6 separate regions of the Mus musculus genome follow, and regions 2, 3, 4, 5 and 6 are each linked to region 1. The links are chromatin contacts, called in public promoter capture Hi-C maps. All regions are on one chromosome and are shown on one strand. Each heading gives the region's core, a stretch centred on a gene start, on an enhancer-like site or on the middle of the called end of the contact. The rest is flanking DNA. Distances are from core to core; before and after follow the strand shown.

Evidence for each region. Promoter capture Hi-C pulls out the DNA fragments that hold promoters and counts their contacts.
Region 2: a contact with region 1 is called in a promoter capture Hi-C map of pre-B cells. The contact joins the promoter of Atp6v1a here to the promoter of Cip2a in region 1. A contact is called at or near these places in 2 of 39 promoter capture datasets (cranial neural crest and pre-B cells).
Region 3: a contact with region 1 is called in a promoter capture Hi-C map of pre-B cells. The contact joins the promoter of Slc35a5 here to the promoter of Cip2a in region 1. A contact is called at or near these places in 4 of 39 promoter capture datasets (the C10 cell line, cranial neural crest, frontonasal cranial neural crest and 1 more).
Region 4: a contact with region 1 is called in a promoter capture Hi-C map of cranial neural crest. The contact joins the promoter of Cd200 here to the promoter of Cip2a in region 1.
Region 5: a promoter capture Hi-C map of pre-B cells shows a contact between it and region 1. The contact joins the promoter of Abhd10 here to the promoter of Cip2a in region 1. A contact is called at or near these places in 6 of 39 promoter capture datasets (the 3T3-L1 cell line, the C10 cell line, cranial neural crest and 2 more) and 2 of 484 Hi-C or Micro-C datasets (the G1E-ER4 cell line and pre-B cells).
Region 6: a promoter capture Hi-C map of pre-B cells shows a contact between it and region 1, with 5 times the contacts expected there. The contact joins the promoter of Cblb here to the promoter of Cip2a in region 1. A contact is called at or near these places in 1 of 39 promoter capture datasets (pre-B cells) and 2 of 484 Hi-C or Micro-C datasets (pre-B cells and rod photoreceptor).

The regions. Positions count from the first base shown.
Region 1 is chr16:48,992,455-48,995,886 of GRCm38.p6, forward strand. It overlaps Cip2a (cell proliferation regulating inhibitor of protein phosphatase 2A), which reads left to right and starts at 1,734. Exons shown (of 21, transcript NM_172616.2): 1 at 1,734-1,925. The coding sequence starts at 1,824. It overlaps Dzip3 (DAZ interacting protein 3, zinc finger), which reads right to left and starts at 1,688. Exons shown (of 32, transcript NM_001110017.2): 1 at 1,336-1,688.
Region 2 is chr16:44,137,538-44,140,969 of GRCm38.p6, forward strand. It overlaps Atp6v1a (ATPase, H+ transporting, lysosomal V1 subunit A), which reads right to left and starts at 1,722. Exons shown (of 15, transcript NM_007508.6): 1 at 1,425-1,722. Naa50 (N(alpha)-acetyltransferase 50, NatE catalytic subunit) reads left to right here and starts at 2,254. Exons shown (of 5, transcript NM_001347239.1): 1 at 2,254-2,574. The coding sequence starts at 2,567.
Region 3 is chr16:45,157,093-45,160,524 of GRCm38.p6, forward strand. It overlaps Slc35a5 (solute carrier family 35, member A5), which reads right to left and starts at 1,581. Exons shown (of 7, transcript NM_028756.4): 1 at 1,290-1,581; 2 at 369-554. The coding sequence starts at 534. Atg3 (autophagy related 3) reads left to right here and starts at 1,737. Exons shown (of 12, transcript NM_026402.3): 1 at 1,737-2,079. The coding sequence starts at 2,008.
Region 4 is chr16:45,407,202-45,410,633 of GRCm38.p6, forward strand. It overlaps Cd200 (CD200 antigen), which reads right to left and starts at 1,852. Exons shown (of 6, transcript NM_010818.3): 1 at 1,655-1,852. The coding sequence starts at 1,666.
Region 5 is chr16:45,741,090-45,744,521 of GRCm38.p6, forward strand. Abhd10 (abhydrolase domain containing 10) reads right to left here and starts at 1,866. Exons shown (of 5, transcript NM_172511.4): 1 at 1,688-1,866. The coding sequence starts at 1,802.
Region 6 is chr16:52,029,611-52,033,042 of GRCm38.p6, forward strand. It overlaps Cblb (Casitas B-lineage lymphoma b), which reads left to right and starts at 1,939. Exons shown (of 18, transcript NM_001033238.1): 1 at 1,939-2,075; 2 at 3,399-3,432. The coding sequence starts at 3,413.

The DNA of each region.
Region 1 (3,432 bases), core at 484-2,983:
CTTGTGTTTTGACTATGAATACAAGTGGTAATGATAAAAGTATGGATCAGTAAACAAATGAATCATTAGTAGTTTATTTGTGCCATCCATAACAGTATGTGCTATACTTTCATATGCTGCTGCTGTGTAGTTATGACACTGTGGCAAGTAAGATGTCACTAGGTCACAGGAAGAGATCATTCATTCAGCTTTCAGTTTAGTATGATCTAACTGGATCAGCATCACACACGCATCAGTGATCAAAGCATCATTTTGGGGATATGCCTGTTATGTCAATGGAAGAGATCATTTTTTTTTTTCTTTCTAGCACTTTGGCTTTGTAATAAAGGCTACTATTTCTGAAGCTCAATAAGAATTTACTGAATAAACTATCGTGTAAAATAGTCTACTCTTAGGTTTCACTTCATGAAAAGCCTAAAGCAGTAAAATGCAGAGACACAAAGAGAAAGGTGCAAAAATACTTGTCAGCAAACTGGCTGCTCTTCGTTTTAGTGATGACGCATTCCTCGTTTATGTAGTGAATTCCAACAGTACTTTCCTATTTGGACTATTATTAGATGGTTGCTTCTCCGCAGGCACCACGTCCTCATCTTTGTTCTGAGTGACAGTCAATCCCTAGCCCCGTTATACATGTTTGTTTAAAATGGAATGAATGAATGCATGAATGAATGCACTAGCTACAAACTCTCATGTGACTATCTCAACGGCACAATCTTTTTCCAGCCATCAGTTAGCTTTACTTTTATTTTCTTTTAATATGAACATAAATGACGTCTTTAAAAGGTACCAATACAAACGAGAAAAAAACAAAAAACAAAAAGGAACGTTCCCTGAATTCCCACAATTTCAGAAGAACTTAGTCAAATGGGCATTTACTCGATCCCACAACCTAGCTTAAGCTCCTGAACCAGTTGCTGACTCACTTCGTTATTAGATCCGTGCACATCATTACCTCCGATTAAAATAATAATAATAATAAAATTCTCAACGGTGCCTTTCTTTCTTTTTTTTTTTTTTTTTTTTTTTTTTTGACGCCACAGAAATGTGCAAAATAATCACGCCAGACAAGAACAGGCCCCTCAGCCTACAGACATCAAAGCTGACAAGAACGCGTCCGGGAGCGACTCCGGGATGCTCTCTCTCTATGGGGGGTTCTGACAAATCCTACCGTAAAGTTCCGGCTGCCTCATCACGGAACCCCGACCGCCACAGGTCTTAGCCTGCGCGAGTCGCCTGCGGCCACCAGGGACCAGGGCCGCAGAACCTGAGGCCCCTCTCCCGCCGCCTCCAAACCTACGCCCCCACCCCCAGCTTCGGCGGCTCCGAGTTCCTCACCGTGTCTAGACTAGGGGGGAGCGGCCGTGTCTCGGGCAGAGGCTGAGGCACGCACGGAAAGCCGAGCCCGCCGCGCCCAGGCCGAGGAAGGCCCGGGGACCGAGCCCGCGCGGCACGGAGACCCCCGTTCGCCCCAGAAGCCCTCCACAGAATGAGCCCGCACGAGCTCGTCTCGCGAGATTCCCGCGTGTTCGCGGACCTCCAGCCGAAACCTCGCGGCCTCTCCGCCAAAGGGGGACTGCGGCGGGGGTGGGAGGGGATGGCTCCCTGCCACCTTCCCGCAACCCCAGCGCCTGGAACCCAGGCCCACCCTGCCAATCACCGACTGCAGTCCCACCCGCTGCTCCCAGACTTCCGGAGTCCGACCGGAACAGGAAGCTGCCAGGCGCAAGAGGGGTGGGGCTTAAAAAAAATCAAAAAATGCGCGGCGACCGCTGAAGACAGAGGGTGGCTGGTGTCGGTGGTCGCTGACAGGCCGGCTCGTCGGCATGGATTCCACCGCCTGCTTGAAGTCCCTGCTCCTGAGCATCAGTCAGTACAAGGCCGTTAAGTCGGAGGCGAACGCCACTCAGCTGCTGAGGCACTTGGAGGTAAGGAGGTTCGGGGTGCGAGTGGGTGTCCCCTCCTTCGGTCCCCTCCTGTTTTCTTGTGGGGCCGGAAGATGGAGGTCTCGCCCTGGGCAGACCTGCAGCTGCTTCGCTGTCCTTGCACTGGCGACAGCGACTGGGTGTGCGCAACGAGTGGGTGCCAGGAGGGGATTGTGTACGGACCCAAACCAGGAGGCTTTGGGGTGTATGCGAGCGCAGTGTGTGTGTGTGTGTGTGTGTGTGTGTGTGTGTGTGTGTGTACGGACCCAAACCAGGAGGCTTTGGGGTGTATGCGAGCGCACTGTGTGTGTGTGTGTGTGTGTGTGTGTGTGTTCCGGATCTTTTTTTAAGGTGCTGTATTAGTCAGGGTTCTCTAGAGTCACAGAACTTATGGAGTATCCCTTTATATTAAGTGGATTTATTGTAAGGACTTAAAGTTTCGCTCCTACTAACCCAACAAGTGGGGAAGCTAGCTGTGACTGGGAAGTCCAGGAATCTAGTAGTTGCTCACTCCCTCAACACTAGTTGTTTTCGCTGGTCATCTGTGTAAGCGGGAATCCTGAAGAAGTAGGTTCCAACTGGAAAGTCAGTGTAAGCAGGCAAAGAAGAGTGAGAATTCCCTCTTCCATTGTCCTTATGTAGTCCTCCAGTAGGAGGTAGAGCCCAGATTAAAGGTATGAATCACCACACCTGGATTTGGAACTTGCAATCCCAGCTGGCCTTGAACTCAGGAGACTTGTCTCATTCCCCTGGGATTAAAGGTATGTACTACCTTGCCTGGGCCTACGCTTTTCATGGCCACTATGCCTCGAGATCTGGATCAAAAGCACATCGCCCCATGTCTGAAGCCTGTGTCTTCCAGCCTCAAGATCTGGGCAGATGTGCCCTCCATTTCTGGATTTAGTTCATTCCAGATGTAGCCTTAGTTGACAACTGGAATAGATATCACAAGTGCCTATTTTCTATGTCTGTTTTGTTTTCTTTGTTGAATATTGAGTGGCTTCATTCACCGAAGATAATCAGGGCAATTCATTCAGGTTGTATGTATAAACAGGACTCCTTTTTTTATGTGTAAGTATTTATGTAGATATTTATGTAAGTGTTCCACGGATCCAAAAATACATTTGGATTGTTTTCAGAACTGTGTGGAATTAAGAATAAGTGCATTCCAGTCATATATTTTTATTATGGTTGAACGCAACCCTCTTTTATAAACCTACCAGTAGAACTATCAGGTCTTAAGGGCTTATGTTCCTCTTTTTGTTATTTTAATATTCTTTTAAATGTTTGTCTGTGTGTGATGTATGCGCATGTGTGGGCAGGACCCTCAGAAGGCACAAGGCTCTGTTCCCTGGAGCTGGTCTTGATAGCAGCTGTGAACTCCTTGAGGTACTGCTACTCCAACTCAGATTGTCTGCGGAATAGTGCATGCACCTAGCTGCTGAGCCATCCAGCCCACATCCAGTAATGCTTCATGTTGCTAAAACGCCTTTCAAAAAGACCTTGGCAT
Region 2 (3,432 bases), core at 472-2,971, 4.9 Mb before region 1:
GATAATCATTCCATCTTTTTCCTATTTTTTTTTCTTTCTAGTATGAGGGTTGGACCCAGTACACCAAGCTTACATGGAAGCAAGAACCATATCCCCGAGCCCCCAGCAGAGTTTAAAACAGATTCCTCAATTACATTGCAGAGAACTAAGATTTAACTGAAAATCTTATTTCCCCTAAGAAAATGTATCATTTGGGTTATAAAAGTCAAATCTGTGATTTTGTAAGGCCTTCGGCTTCAAAACAAGGAACGTTCTAAGTTTGTAGCACAAATAAAAGAGTTTAGCCCCAAACTGAAGAACATTCCTTCAGTCAAGTACATTGTTTGAGGTTTAAACATTGGCTACTACGGTGCACATAAAATGGAGTACAAAGGGTTGGGTAACCCTAGGCAAAACCATTTCTGTATTTTCACAAAATATTATGCACTCTCAAGTCTGAGAAGGGTCACTTGAATTTTTTAACAAATGCAAAAGCGAATTAAGAGCACAAGCATTACTTCACAAATTTTAAACTGACTGGGAAGGGCAATTATGTAGGACTTAAAAGAAATGTCAAAAAGGAATGACCCACAGGCAGAAAACATGAAGTCAGTAATGTCTAGACTCGATCTTCTAGTCTTTAAACTATACACACATGGATTTGGATTAATGATGTTTTCAGCCTGATCAGTTTCCGTAAAATTACTTCCCCTTCGGGAAAACCTCGTCACTTTCCCATAAGCTAGTCTGGGTCTCCAGCCCAACAAGGCAACACCACCTTTCATCACCTTCCCAACCAACCGAGACTGTCGCATTACCAACACCCTGTTCTGAGGAGAGTACAACCACCTTCTCTCCGAAAAAAAAGGTGTAAGGCCCGCTCTTACCCTTCCAGTCTCATCTGAAGACTCCCTGAACCTCTGCAAGGATGTCGGCAAACCCTTAGGATCACTGAGAACGCACATTTGTGGGGAAAGCCCTTCAGTGTGACTCTGCAGTGAGGGCCATCTCAGTGACATCCCCTCCCAAGCCTGTCTCACCGGAGACGCCTCTGCCTCCCGGGGTTTTCCTACCATCCGGATCACCCGGGCCATGGCCTTTCCCAAGGAAGGAGTTTAGGGGAATGGGATCCGTCGGTTGTTGCAGACCCCCAAGAAATAGCTAACACAATCCTACCACCTGAATCAGCCCCAAAGGCTCCAAATAGGGAACCATAATGGCCGTACTCGCTCTCAACCCAGGGAAAAGGTGGGCATCATAATCCCTAGTCAATGGACCACGGTGATGGTGAAGGGCCAGGGGTCTAGCAGAAATGAGCTCCTCGCCCGTGCAGGAGGACAACGGAAAGGGAGCCCCAAGCATCCGCAGGCCGCGATTCACACACCCTATCTGCTCTCACCCTGTCAATCGTCCCCACCAGCCACGAGTTACCTGTCGCACCTCACCTGCCCGGGCTCGAAATGCAGAAAGTGTACCTAGACGGGACCCAGAGGCTCTGTCACTGAGAGAGGGGAAGTCTTCAGCTGCAGGAGGCGGGCCAGTCCTAGCTAGTCATGTGTCCTCAAGCCCCACCCCGCTTCCCCTCGCCCGTCACGCCGCGTCTCGCAGGCTTAAATCTTTGCGGACCGCCTTGGATGTGAATGGTTCCGCGACTTCAGAAAAGCGTTAGTTTCTTTTTCTTTTCTTTTTCTTTTTTTTTTTACAATGACGGGGGTTACAGAAACTACAGTACAGAAGACGAGGATGGCAAGGGTTAAAGTGCATTGCTAAGGAAGTGACGCTAAGTCACGCTCTAGGGACCGGAAATGGCCATGAGTCCCGCCTCTAAGGCCCCAGTAAAATCCTGGGCTGGAAGACGTTAAGCCTATCACGTGATTTAAAAAAAAAAAAACCCTGTGAGGTTTGCCTGCTGGAGGATCGCCAAGTTATCCGGACCCATCACTACCTTTTGAATTTAAAACACATTTACTGCAAGTTCCCATGGGCTTTCTTACATTGAGAAGAATCCGTTTTACAAAACCCTATTAGTCGGCCAGAGGGTTTGAAGGTCACTGGAGGGCTAGAAAGGAATCGGGGTGGGGGGCGGGAAAGGCTGATCCTGCTGGCTTGAAAGCGAGAGAAGGGTGGAAAGATCCGGATTTTGCCGCCGGAGCCTACCAAGCCAGATCCCCTAGAGAGTGTCGCAAAGGGTGGGAGGAGCTAGCGGGCCGTAGGCCCGGCCCCTGGAGAGCGGGGGGCGGGGAATCCTGGCGGCGCGGAGCACTGCGCCTGCGCGCGACGCGGCGGCCGCGCCGGCGCGTTGAGGGGCGGGGTGAAAGGTCACAGCGCGGCGGCGGGTCTGGCTGGCGGCAGCTGCGGGCGGGAGCCGAGTGTCCCGAGTGCACGTGTGGAGGAGCGGCGGCGGCGGCAGCGCGGCGGCAGATTTCCCCGCGTCTCCCGGAGCCTCAGGGCCTGGCTTGGCTTCTCAGCCAAAAGACCGGCGTGTGGGGTTGAGTGGTCTGAGCTCAGGGCGCGGGCGGAGAGCTCCGGGCGACGAGGACGACGGCGTTGGCGGCGGCTGTAACGACGGCCTCAGCAGACGGGGAAGATGAAAGGGTGAGGAAGGGCAGCTGGCGGGGGTGTGGGGGGGACCCCGGCGGCCGGGGCCCAGGAGAGGGGCGTGGGTCGATGGACAGGGAGAGCGCTGCGGGGAAGAGACGCGCGCGAAGCCCGGGCGGAGGGTCATGGCCGGGCTTCCCCGGTCCCGCGGCTCCCGGAGGGGGGCGGAGGCTAGGCCGGCTGTTGGCGGGCTGAAGGGCCGACGGAGGCAAGGGCGCGAGTCCACGGTTTCACGTGTGTGCACCGCCTGAGATCACGGGGAGGAGGAATGAGGCGCCCGGGGGCCTCTTCCCGGGAGCGCACCACCGAGCCACCTGAAGGTGCTCCTCCAGATCCGGGAACGGCGCTGTGGCCGCGGGCTTTGACACGTTGCGGGTTTTCTTAAGACTTGTGGGCCGTGCAGAACCTTCTGGAGGGAAAAGGAATTGGAATAAAGAGCACGGGGGATGAGTGCTAGGAGCTAGTGACTCAACGGACTTGGGTTGGGTCAGAGCGAGTGGAGGAAGGCGGGCGGTCGGGAGGGGAGGGGGAATAAACTGGAGCGGTGTAGACTTTGGGGTGCCAAAATGTTTAAGGAAGTAGCCATGGATCAGTAGGTGGAGCTATTGCTTCAGTGGTGTGTGTGTGTGTGTGTGTGTGTGTGTTGCCCCCCCCCTCCAGTGCAAGGAGGAGAGCTGCTGCTTTTGCTCTTCGTTAGCAAAGTTGAGGTTTAATCTTGCAAATCTTCCGTAACATTAGAAGTTATTTTGGTTTAACTGTTCCCGTTTGATAGGAAGTATTTCCTTTCCATTGATTTATATACTGTTACAGTATTTAGCGTCGCGAGTTTTGGAGGTTGCCTTTACTTACAGTCAT
Region 3 (3,432 bases), core at 331-2,830, 3.8 Mb before region 1:
TGATATTAACTGAAGTCGAGACTTACATTCACAAGTAGGAGCCCAACTAGATAACTAAACAAATATATTGTATTTCCAAATAAGCTATAGTTGTATGTTTTACTAGAAATCCAGAAACACTTGTTGGGCATCTGGGTATAATCAGATGTTAGATACACTGTGCTTTACCTTGCACTTAAATGATCCAAATTTCATCCAGGGTTAAAAAAATGTTGCCAAGGAACACACAAGGTTAAAGTTTAAATTTTCAATACACTTTATCATGGACACAAAGCATAGTACTTTAAAAGGCATCACGTATAATTTATTCATAAGAACACCAGGCAAATGATTAAAAGCACCCCATACACATTTCCATTTTAACTCACCTTCATTGGCAGAGTATTTTACCAGTAAGATTCGACTTGAACTTAGAGTAATGAATATAATGCCTAGCAGGAATGTGTACAGCGTTGGTGGGCCTAACCCAGGGCGCCTGGAGCATTTTCTTTCCATTCCACGGGTTTTTAATTGCCTTAAGAAGATCACTTTCATGAGCAGCCCCGTCGGCAGACCTAAGGATTAAACACAATGCAAAGACTGAAGACTGTGAAGAATAGAAAAGGAAACCTGTAGAAGTCTGGCCACAACTACAGCAGACGGAAGACAGCCGAGGACAACAGAGAGGACTTAAAGGAAACAAACCATACTGCCAACATCTGATAGGAGAGGCAAGTCTCAAGACAGAGAGGGGATGGCCAGATTGGAAATAAGTTAGGAAATGTGTAACTGACAGTTTGGGACTGCAGAAAAGCAGTTTATTCGTATTAACTTTGGTCCACAAGGAATGAATTTTGGAATGGCCTTTCCTTTCAGAGCAGAAAAAGAGCTCACTGGGAACGATTCTTTTACAGAAGCGACCTCAGTGCAAATAGTTGAATCACAGCTAATGACTCTTAAGTGAACCAGGATGGGACCAGAAGGCTCATCTTGGGTCAGTGAGCCTAACTGGTCGGTCTTTCACGACAGATGGTCACGAAACTCCAGGCAGGGTAAATACTTGCCCAACGCGCACAGGTAGGATGGGAACATAGAGCCGTCAAGGGCCGCAGACACAGGCCCAAATCAGAGAGCAGGTGGGCACAAGCCAATGGACAGAAGGCCAATGGGTCAGCACTCCTCCCACCTCCACCAGGTTTCCCTCACTGTCAGGGAAACCCTCCCACACATGCGCAATAGGAATCGCGGGCGGCTCCCAAGCCCCTTAACACGCTCGAGCCACAACACTCAGCCCGCGAGGGCGCGGTTACCTCAGTCGCTCAGGGAAGGTTCTAGTGCAAGAACGGACATCATAGAGCCGACATAGTGACTGCCTAAGTTCGTAGTAGCAGCAGTAGGTTTTGAAGGCCCATTGGTGGGGAAACTATGAGCCGGGAGCAAAGGCGACAAAAAACAAAAAACAAAAACAAAAACAAACAAAAAACAATAAAAATCAACCCTTCTCACGCTGCCTTCCAGGGCTGGAATACAAAGCTAAGAGCCGCCCGCTAGGGAAGAGCAGCCTGAGCGGCCATTGCGCAGGCGCGCTCATTCCAGCGCTTCCGGGGGGCGGGCCGGAGGGAGCAGAGGCCGGCCGGTCCCGCCCCCGCGGGCCTCCTTTTGTCACGTGTCCTGGGAGAGTCGAGTCACGTGAGGCCTTAGGTGGCGGCGGGGCTGTTGGGAGAGTGTGAGAAGAGGAAGGGGAAGCCGGAAGGGGTGTTCAGTGGAGCTCCGGGGAAGAGAGACAGCTTGGAGAAGGCCGGGGGCTGCGCGCGCACCCGCCTCTCGCTCAGCCGGCTTGGGCCCTCTGCGGTGGCGGCCAGGTGACAGCTGGGCCGGGCCTCCGCGTGTCGCCGCCCCTCCCCCCCGGCCGGGCCGGTGCCGCTGCGAGGTTCGATGCCAGTCGGGCACGTCCGGGGCAGTTTTTGACTCCCCTGTGGCCCGGATTGCGACAGTCCCTCCGTGCCCTATCGCTGCTCCAGCCCCAGGATGCAGAATGTGATCAACACGGTGAAGGGAAAGGCTCTGGAAGTGGCCGAGTACCTGACCCCGGTCCTCAAGGTAAGCGGGGAGGGTCTGGCTTGCTCTGCCCTGGTTGCCCAAGTCCCGGTCCCCAGCGTGGACGGGGTGTAGAAGGTGGAGGGGCGAGTCGCGCGGCCGGGTGCTGCCTCTTGCCTTGGGCTCCTGGGCCAGTCCCAAGGCTTGCTGGCTTCCCCGCTTCCACTAGAGTGAAACTGGGTGCCTGCTGTCTCCACTGATCAGTGCCGCCTTGGAGTGCACGGCTAGGTGGTGCGGAGCAGAGGTACGAACGTTCTGACATCCATAGTCTTTTAAATAGGTAGACTGGGTTAACCTTTGAAAAGATGACAGCTTGGTGGCTAAACAGCATGCCACGTTTCCTTCCAAGTTTCATAGGAAGTTTTGCTTTTCGGGTGATCTAATTCCCAACTTGCTTAGGTTTCAGAGGAACATAGTAAACTGTGACATGTTAGTAACTCTGAGCCGAACTAGAGCGAAACTTGACGTTTCTCAAGCCTTTAAGGTAGCCGTAAGTGATTATTAATCTTGGACTTGAGTGATCCTACAGCAACAGTTCAGCACAGCCGATTGTATATTGTATAGATTGGAAACACTATTGACATTTTTAGGTGAAAGTTGTGATAGGTTAGCTGTTAGCACAGATTGGATTACTTGCTTTCAAAAGTAAAATTTCAGGGCTTCATTCAGAGCTTTCTTACACCTTCTAGGCTACATACGGTAACTTGATTTTGCTTTGTAAAAAGCAAGCAGTAAAAGAGAAACAGATAATTTTGCGTAGTTTTTGTTCTGTACTTAGCTTTCAGTTAGAATTTTACCAATCTTAGTGCAGGGGTGAAATCTGCTGATGGGCAGAGTAGGCTGTTCGATCTTTCCTTGGCAAGGGGGGAATGCTTTCCAATAATTATTACCAAAATACTTTTGGGCCAGGCGTTGGGGTTGCACACCTTTAATCCCAGCACTTGAGAGGTAGAGGCAGGCGGATTTCTGAGTTCAAGGCCAGCCTGGTCTACAGAGTGAGTTCCAGGACAGCCAGTGCTACACAGAGAAACCCTGTCTCGAAAAATACCAAAAAATAAAGTAAAATAAAATAAAATACTTTTGAAAAAAATACATTTTTGGATCAAGTTTGAAGAATCTGGAACAATTGCGAATGTTTCTTTTATATGTATACAGTGACAGTCATTTTAGTTAAGATTTACTCTTTTACTTAAGAATTGGAAAATAATTTCTACATTGACATCAAATGCTTCTTTTGTATGTTATACTTCCAGAATATTGTATCTGTGTAGATTCACAGTGTTTTAATAATGTACCATCAATTTAACTTTTAGTCTGAGGGAGAGATGAGCAAAACACTTCTCAATTAAATATAAC
Region 4 (3,432 bases), core at 602-3,101, 3.6 Mb before region 1:
ACATCATATTTATTATATTCTCCTTTAGTTCATGCCAGGCAGTGGTAGGCTTTCTGTTTCTCAGAAAGATGACGTGGAATTGCTGGGCGGTAACCAGGGAACACTCCAGTCTAGAATGAATCCAAAATGTATTAGGTAAGACACATTATTTAACCTCCCTGGAGCCTGGGGGTGGGGCGGGGCGGGGCGGGGGGAAGACATCAGTACTAATCTCAGGGTTAAATGAAACATAGGTGGGAAACTGAAAAATCATAATGCTTCAATATCTGAAACTTCTGAGTACTGACAATGTTATAATGAAAAATTCCACACCTGCCATCATGTGATAGTTATAGTCATCAAGAGGAACTGTATAATCATGGCATTATCTGAGGGTGTGTGTGTGTGTGTGTGTGTGTGTGTGTGTGTGTGTGTGTGTGAGAGAGAGAGAGAGAGAGAGAGAGAGAGAGAGAGAGAGAGAGAGACCTACATGAAAAATGAATGAATTTCCTGTTTAGTCTGGAGTCCCACTCCCAAGAGATCTTATTGTGCATATGCAAATATACAAAAATCTTTATTAAATAGCATTTTTGAATGGTAAAGATCCTAGGAGCTTGCCTACTGCAAACCCAGCAAGTCAGTGCTGCAGCAATATCACAGGTGTGAGGTGACAATTCCACGGTTAAAACCCTGAAGACAGTGCCCAGAATTTAACGGATGCTAAAAGATTAACCAATCAAGAATTAACTAGAGAGTCCAATCATGAAGATTCAAAAAAAAAAATCCTCCTACAATTCTTATCAAGAAGGTGGATGTTCATTAGCTCCTGGGTCTTAGCTGACAACTCCACAGCTGCTAGGTGCATAGCCCCATTCCCCTATTCTTTCTAGGTCTGATTTTGTACCTTATTTCATTGCAGCCACAGAGACTTGGAGAGAAAAAAAAGAACCTCTCTCTCCGATTCTTTGTAAAACAGAAAGCAATTCCTTGTTTGAACATTAAGAGCATCTAGCTGACAGATCCACATTCCTCTTTGTTAAGAAAGGTAACACAAGTCGGTCTTTGTCAGCCTGATGAAAAGTGGTACCTGGGGTTTAATTGCGTTTAGATTCGCATTCAATTCTACCAATTCCGTGTGTATAAAGAATAAGGCGTATGACCACCCTTCCTTTTAAAATTTTCTGCCTTGTAAACAGTACCAAAGACTCAAAATGTCGGCCTCTCCTCTAAATACCTTGGCATTTAACAAGACCACTAAGCTGTGGCTTGCTCGCTGCAGTACTGCTAGATGCTTCATGGTTTCCTAGGCAAGGAGCAGAAATGCAGCAAGAGAGGGGGTGAGAAAGAGAGCAAGCGAGATTACTAGGCTACACCCCTGCTGCAGGTTAAGGACCAACATAGGGGACGCAAAGAGCTACTCCTCCCCTTCTGGGAGCCATGGAGCTCAGGCCGTGTTTTCGCAATGGAATCGCAGCAAGGAGCAAAGCCGCCCACCCTAGATACACGCGTTCCCCGGGCTTTCTCCGGCCGGTGCCTCCTTACAGAGCTCCGAGCCCCGGATACCACTTCTCCAAAGAACAGCTTCCTTGCTTTTCTCGCAGGCTCCACTGGCTTCTGAGAGCCGCGGCTCCAGATCGCCCATTCCGCCCTCCTTCGCATCTCAGATTCCACTCACCAGACTGCCCATCCTTGCTCTGGGCCGCAGCTAGACACCAGCTTCTCGGGGTCTGAGCTCTTCCACGATGGAGGATATCTCCGCAACACCTGTGAGCAGGGACACTACTATTCGCCGTAGAGAGAGCCCCCTCCACTGCACAGGCAGACTCTACAGCTCCTCTAGTGTGGAGGAAGAGACGACCAACCAACCACGCCCTCTACAACCTCATCCCTAGCCCCTGCCCCCGCCCCCGCCAGGTTCTCGCCTTTTAGAGTAATATAGCAAAAATGTGAAAGAATCACTCTATATTTTTTTCATTTTAGATTTATTTATCTTATTTTACATGTGTATGCATGTTTCGTCTGCATTCCCATCACTGGCCTCTCTCCCGTGCCAAATGGCAGTATAGGGTGACGTAGTCCATACAGAAAAATCAGAGTGGGAACTAACTTGAGTGGACAGTAATTTGAGTCAGAAACCTGGTGCATCCTGTGGTTCTGTACAGCAAAAGATAAACACGGAGAACAGAACAATAGTGTGTGTGTGTGTGTGTGTGTGTGTGTGTGTGTGTGTAGGGGGAAGGTAAGGAGCTTCATACAGACACCCTGGGGGAAAAAAAAAAGGAAAACTTTATTTTACGATTTGTTATATTAAAGGCCAGTGCGAGTGTGTGTGTGTGTGTGTGTGTGTGTGTGTGTGTGTGTGTGGTTACCAGGTACCTCATCTAGAGCTTTAGAGGTCCTAAGGGCTCAGAGTTACCTGTGAACACACTTCCTGAAAACCCAAAAGCACTTTCTTTCTGCTAATCAGATTGTCCTGCAGTATTCCTTAAAACAGATGAGAACCAAGGGACAGATCAAATGAGTCACAGGAAGCCCTGGAACTGAGGTTTTTCCTTGATGAAAGCTTTACAGAAACGATTGACTATATTGGTGACATTTCTGTTTCTGTACTAGAGTAGAAACCTGTGGAAAAAGATTTGTTGGGCTTATAGCTACAGGAGGAGAGTCTCTAAGTGACCAGGAGGCATGGTACCAGGCTGCCAGAGAGATCACATCTTCAATCACAAGTATAAAGCAGAGAGAGAGAGAGAGAGAGAGAGAGAGAGAGAGAGAGAGAGAGAGAGAGAGAGAGAGAGAGATCGAGAAAGAGAGAGAGAGGAGAGAGAGACTTGGGACCTACAACTGAAGGTCACCCTCTAAAACCTGACAGTGGGACCCATTGCTGAGGTCAACTTTCATTCAGCTCACTGAACATAGAGAGGCTAGAGCTGAGGTTTGGACTCTAGACTCTAGTCTCTCTGGTGTGAGAAGGTATTCTACAGACCATGAAAAGACAAACCTGGACACTAAACCTGCCTCTAAATCCTCTACCCACAATATGTCCTGCCTATGAGATTTTAGTAGAAAATGTGAGGGAGTGACCAACCAATGTTTAGTTTAACTTGAGGCCCACCCTATAAGAGAGAGCTTGTACCTATATTGCCTGGATGGTCAAGAACCAGATAATGGAAAGCCCAGAGTCCTAGGGTAGAACCAAACACAGCTGGGGAAAGAAAGAAGGAAAGAGAGAGAAAGACAGAAAGAAAAAGAGAAAGAAAGAAAGAAAGAAAGAGAGAGAGGGAGAGAGAGAAAGAGGGAGAGAGAGAAAGAAAGAAAGAAAAAGAAAGAAAGAAAGAAAGAAAGAGAGAGAGAGAAAGGGGGAGAGAGAAGAAGAAGAAGAAAAAATGGAAGGAAGAAAAGAATGATTCTTAATGACATTCTGCTATACTAATAGATTGGGGCCTTGACCAGCTG
Region 5 (3,432 bases), core at 616-3,115, 3.3 Mb before region 1:
CACCATTGAGCAATCGTCCCCAGGAAGGGCAAGCGACTGGCAACAAAGCACCATCATTTCCAGCATGTGGAGTTTCAGAAGGCCGCGCTCCTTTAAAGATAAGTTTGGATCAAGTATCATTCTTGGAAATACACTTCTCAAACAGCTCTCTAACTGGTGCGTTTACTTCTGTTGGCTGGCTTTTGGTAAATGGAACACATATATACCTTAGAACTATTTACATATGGCAGGACAAATGGGGAACCTTACAGGGCTTACTTTGCTGATCCATCTTTGCTAGTCCTTTATTTAAAAAAGAAAAAGATTAAGCAGTCTTACTAGCCCTTCATCTTGCTAATGAAAGCGCCTGGGTCTCTCCCATGTGTACTGCTAAGATTTTTTCCCATTTTTAATCTGTCCAGTTTATTTTCGAGAAAAAAAATAATGAGTAGAGAGTCTGACAGTGCACCCCAATAACCACACACACAAGAGCCACAGGCGGGGGGGCCACTACCATTTCCAGGTCACCTTGTTTTGTACAATGAGTTGTAGGAAAGACAGAGGCTATGTAGTGAAACCCTGTCTCACAAACATCAACAATCCATACCCCCGACCCCAAACACACACAAAGAATCAAATGCTTTAAAGTTATCCCTTGTTTGTGTCAAACAGATTCAAGGTTTTAGTCTCTGGAAAAATGTGCCAAGTTTAAAACTGGATTTAAAACAAGGCTACAGGGGATCAGTTTACTGGTCAATAGATTGTATCAATATTAATGTTCATTTTCCATTTCTTTAATTATATACTCAAAGTATCCTTTTATCCCCTTTCAGACATTACCTCCCAACAAATAAATTTCATTTCAGGCAGTTACTCTGAAGTGATGTTTGTTAGCTATAAAACAACAGATCCAACCTTCAATCTATAAATCATCTTTATATAATATAGATTAGCTGAAAGCCTGATGCATATATTGTCAATGAATACTGTTAAAGAAATTTAAAAATATATTTTACTCTTGTTATCGAACTGACATACTTGTGTGTGTGTATGTACAGTGTTAAGTTAAACCGATTACATACTTGAAAAAACTAAACTTGTTATATAATGGCATTAGTATTCCAAGCACTATGTAGCTATCTAATAGCTGTGTGGCAAGATGTGAAGAGGACACCAAGGATGTTATTTAAGGATAACTATACATGTACACAAATCATGTATTCTACGCATGTAATACTACTGATCCACATTTTAGCTTCCATTGTAGAGTAACTCCAATTCTTTAAACAAGAACAATCAGATATTAGGTCTAAAGACAGCATTTACATGTATATACATACATACTTTGTTTCCTCAAGTCCATGACAGGCAAGGCTAACCACTTGACATATATCCATATGAAAAGCTCTAGGAGCAGCTAATAACCAAACACATTAAATGCACATCTTATTTTTTTTCTTTCTGCTCTTGACGTTTGATTCAGAGGACGTAGGAACTCCTTAAATCGCAGTGTAACCGCTAACAAGGACTTCCAAGAACGCCGCAGGGCCTCAGCAGAAAAGCAGACTCCCCTAGCCTTGCCCAGCAGCGTTCAGTGCCGAGACAGCCAGAGCAGTTTTAAATGGCGCGCCAAGCCGGCTCCAGACGGGCACTGGACGGTCGCCGGGCCTTCCAAAGAGCCCCAGTGCCCCACCTTCCGTACACTAACCTGAGAGCCACCATGCCCGTGGGGGCTTCCGAGCTAGTGACGCGCTCAGGCCCGGGTGCCGGCCGAAGGACACAGCCGCCCAGCCCCACCTCCGACAAGGGGCCCAGGCCGCCATCTTCCCAGCTGCCCCTGCGCCCGCTACAGACGCGCGCAGGTCGCGCGGTCCCGAGGTCACGCACGCGCAGTCCGCGGGGAGCGGGGTGGGGTGGGGGTGGGGGTTGCTTACAAGCATCACGTGGGATTTGTTCACCTCCTCCCCCCCCCGCCCCCGGGCGCGGAGACGCATGCGCAAAGGTGCTGTCTGGGGTACTGCTGTCTCTACTGGGTTGTTCTGTCTCCCCCAAAGGGCATTTGGCTTGTGACATTGGGCGGCCTTGGCCGGTATTTTTCGCAGTAAGCTGCGGAAATGTCGGAGAGGAGCCAGGGTCAAATTGAGCGTGCATAGATGGGAAACCGTGTTATCATCCAGAGAAACCAAAGACCTGGGACAAAAATTGCTAGGCTTCTTGCCTTACCCATTCATTCCCTATGACTCCATTTCAGCTATGGGGGAAAGGTTTCCAAGAGGCGACCTTAATCTTAAAGTCACATCATTGGAGTCGCATCAACATTCTTTGATCTCTCCCAAACATTTTCCCACTCACCAGATTGCTGAAAATTCAAAGGAGCAGCCACAGGCAAAATTACTGAAAACACTCATTCACATATGGTTGCTTGATGGGTAACTATCTAAAGTCTTTTGTCAGGCAATCTGGCCATGTTATTATAATACACACAATTTTCAGTACGCTTTGAACTATCATGCCCTTTATGACTATTCTAAATATTGGCGCAAGACATCCCAAGACCAAATTCCCAGCACAAAAAGGAGATTTGCCCCAGAGACACAAAGGGCAGAGAGCAAAAGACAAAGACTAGAAATGGGGAGGAGGGAGAAGAAGGAGGAAAGAAGAGAGGAGGAAGGGTTTTTTTGTTGGGGGAGGGGGCACATAGGACTGCCTCTGAATCGACAGGAGACAGACATGGCTCATAGGAATATGGCTGTTTATAAAGGTTAAAGGGTGAACCCCATGTACGGATGAGGTGTTTAATTGGACAGGTTAGTTAGGACAGCCACAAGGGGGCTTTTGATTGCTGGACTTAAATACTTTGATTTCTGGACTAGGTTTAGCAGGAAGTGACCAAATAAGGGAATAGACCTTGGGGGCTACAGTTTCTAGCAAGGCAGAGGAAATGAGAGAGAAGGACCAGGCCTTCCAGAGACATGTTTGCCATGCTCAAGGTGGCTAGAGTCCCTTCAAACAGGAGTTCATAAGGCTCTGTGTTACCTTCAATAGCACCGTTTTGTTGTTGTTGTTGTTGTTGTTGTTGTTGTTGTTTTTTAACAAGGGGGTGGGGGAATGGCAGGGAAGGGGGTGAATCAATGGCAATAGAAAATAATTCAATTAATTGTGATACTAGGGTCTCTGGATTCTGACATCTTTCAAAATAATTTTGGCAGCCTCAAGTCTCACTAAGTATAGGACTTTATCTTGTCTATTCTGCTTGAAATTTCTGTACTTTGTGAAAAAAATATATGTTTTTATGTAAAACCACTTTATTTGTCTCAGTTTGTTTTGTCAGATTGAGGACCTAGGAAGGAAGGATTTTTAATTGGACAATTGTCTACACCCATAAGATTGGCCTGGAGGCACGTCTGTGGGGGGCATTTTCTTGATTGCTGATTGATGTAGGTGGTCCTAGCC
Region 6 (3,432 bases), core at 689-3,188, 3.0 Mb after region 1:
AGATATTTGTTATACCTGTGTCCCAGCCAGAGCAGAGGAGCAGAACATAATGAGGCTTGTCACTGTATCTCCATGATGCACTTTGCTCCGCAGGCCATTCTATTTTTTTAGTGTCATTGCCTTCAGCAAACTGCAGTTCAAAAGGAACTGTATTGTATATGTATTTTGTTCCATTTTACATTTATTCAAATATGAAGATAAGCAACACATTTAATTATACAGTATAAGGTTGGGCATAGCAAAATCTTCTACACATAGTGCCAGTTTCTTTTGGAATTGACTTTAAAGGTGCATTTTATACACATAGAGGATGTAACCACAGAGTTCTTTTTAAATACTGTCTCCACTTAGCAACCATAGCTACTGTTACAAGCAATAAGGGAGATATGGAGGGGCTATGGAGAAGCCTGCACCATCTACATATATAAAACAAGAAACTACTTTTTAATTATTAGTACAGAAATAATGAAAGAAAATATTACTTCCAGACTTGTACTTTACTGCCTGATTGCCTAAAGGGTCACATTTTGGTTGTTTCCATTACATGAAAATCATAACAATCTGAATTTAGGATTGCAGGACATTCTATGACCACTCAGGAGCCTTCACAGTAATAATTGTAGCACTAAAATACTTATTAGGGATTGGCAGAACCACTGAGACACATTTATCAGGATAGTTGGTTAGAAAATGCTTATATGTATGTATGTATGTATGTACATATGTATGCTTATGCATGTATGCACGTATGACATTTTTAAAAAGTGCAAAGTATTACACCCAGGAGCTCAAGGTGTGAGGTGTATCCATACTACCAATGACAGAGGAAATCACTCCCAGGTATGTAAACCTGGGGCAAATGGTACGAGCATGGTGAACCAAATAGAGAGAATCATGGAACTTGTCTAATGTGTGATTCTGATGACAGAAGGGCCCTGGCATTTCACTGTAAGCGTTACCAGACTGTTTTCTTTTACACGGCTATCAAGGACGGAGCCCAGAAAGAGACGAACACTGGAAGAGGATGGCAGAAACAGGGTTGTCATTAAAATGAAGATTCATCTACATAGAAGAAAAGTGACTCTGGCAAAAATCCAACAGCAGAGTTCTTTACTGGAATCCAGGGGAAAACTTGTTTGGAATATAAAGGTGTCAAACAGATTAGTAATCCCCATTGTGTGGAGTTTTTACTGTCCTGGGACGATTTACAGAGACTATTTAGCTGAGAGTTGTCAAGTATTTGCTTTCTCATCAGCCTGATGTTTGATCTGGAATCCTTCTAGAACTAATAGTAAAAGGGAAACATTTCAGAAATTTAGGAAGTTTTAGTTGGCACTCGGGTTTTACTCCTAGCCTACTCTATGTGAGGGTAACCTTCATCTTAGGAGCTATGGGACTGCTGCTCTTTATTTGACAGTCAACAAGAAACATGGTCTTGGACCTATTTGGCTGCTCTCCTGGGTAGCAGTTTGGCAGCCCTAGGGAGATGAATTTCTTAAGCCTGGGACCCGCCCAGAGCTGAAAAGCAGCACCACCCTGGCAGCCTCTACTCTGTTGCTATGAAACAAAGACTAGGAAGGTGAGTGAGGCAGGAAGTCCCGCCTTTTAGCCCCAGTTGGCTTAGACTCCCGCTCGGGGCGCTCACGCCCACCTGCGCACCCCTCATTGGTTAGCTCCCCGGCGCCTTGCTGCTACTTTTTCAGTTCCTTTCCTCGTTCCACTTTTGTTCCAGGCTAGCCTAGGTCCATTTCCCAACGAGTTCTTCTCCAAGTGGGACGCAGTGGAGTGGGCCTTCCTCTGGGGCCATTGTGTACCGTGGAGGACGTGGACTGGGGGGTAGCGCGGGAGGAGCGTCTCGTCCCGCCCATTGGCTCCGCCCGCTGTCTGGCAGAAAGCAGCCTCTCAGGATTGGTTCGAAGACTCAAGGCTCCGCCTTAGCTCCGCCCCACGCCTTGGTCTCCGGGGATGGCTCAGGGGTGGGGTGGCCAGTGAGTGGTCTCCTCCTCCGGCGGGCGCTGCGGCGGCCTCCCGAGTGTGGCGCGGGACTGCCGGGCGGGCGTGGAGCTTTTTGCACGGTAATTGCCGCGTCCCCGCGTCTCGGTGTTCCTAGATCTCGGTGGCTCCTTCCCCGGAGCGCTCTCCTAGGGCGATTCCACAGAGTCCCCACCCGAGCCACCCCAGCCAGGGCAGCGTGTGTGTGTGGAGTGGGACCCGCGATCACGCGTGGCTCGGGACGGCCGCGGTGACCCGAGTAGAGGAAGGAATGGGTCATCCCGGGGTTGGACGTCTCTTGCTGGCTCGGGGGCCCTGCAGCTGGGCGCGGGCCATCAGGGAGAGGGGACAGCCCTAGCTTCCAGCTGCTGTCGCCGCTGCGGGCCTGAGCCAAGTGGGGATTTAAACAGCAGTCCCTGGCTGGCCCGGGGCCCGGGAGGGAGCGGACTCTGGCTGATCGCCGCCGGTGGGAGGTGCGTGCTACTGGCGCTAGATCGGGCAGGCTGTGGGATTGGGAAGCCAGGACGGGGTCTAGGGCTACTTTATCTTTGCTGAGTTCCTCGTCTCTTTCCCAGACCCCTGAGTGGCGGGCTAGAGGCCCGAGCCTGGAAAGGGTACAGACGTTCTGAAACAAAGCTTTGGACCACTTGATACCGGGTAGGCAGAAGAGGGACCACCGGAGAAGTGAACTCCGCGGTGCGTGCCCGCCCTTGCCGGGTTCTCACCGCTTTTTAAGAAGGGGTTGCTTGTTGGTTTGTTTATTTGGCTCTAGGGAAAAACTACTCACCTCACTGCTTTAAAGAACTATTTGTGTGTCCGCAGCTGCTGGCTTTTGCGGGGGGGGGGGGTGTTGGGGGAATGGAGAGGGGACGCGCGCGCGCGGGGCGCGCGGGGGGGGTATCCAAGTCCTCCGCCTTTGTTGACAAGAGACGTGTCCCTTTTGCGTGTGTGGAGTACTTTGCATTTATGTAATAACTTGGCGAAATCAAACAGCGTGAAGGAGGCTACTGAAGTGAGGCTCCCAACGTGAATTTTAGGAGTTGCAGCTCTAGTATTTCGAATCTGGATTACAGCAGAAGGGGGGGGGGGGACGACATTGTGTTCTTACCTGTTAAAAGTTGTTTTGTTGATGATGTTGAGCTGTAGCTTCATAGAACACGGGCAGAGGATGCATCTTTAACTTTTAGTATTGTAAGAGCAAATCTTGTGTCATGGCTCCTAACTTGGAGGATGCCCTTACTCAGGGTTACTAAAAAGTTGAATCTGGGACCCTGGGCTTTGTCACAGAGACAGCGGAGAATATCATTAATGGGTACAAGTGAGCCTGTTCAGTTCAGGTTCCTGTTGGGGAAATACTTTCATATCCAGCTAACTTTTCCTCTCTTGAAATTCTATCTTGCAAAAAGGACTAAGATTCCAGATGGCAAATTCTATGAATGG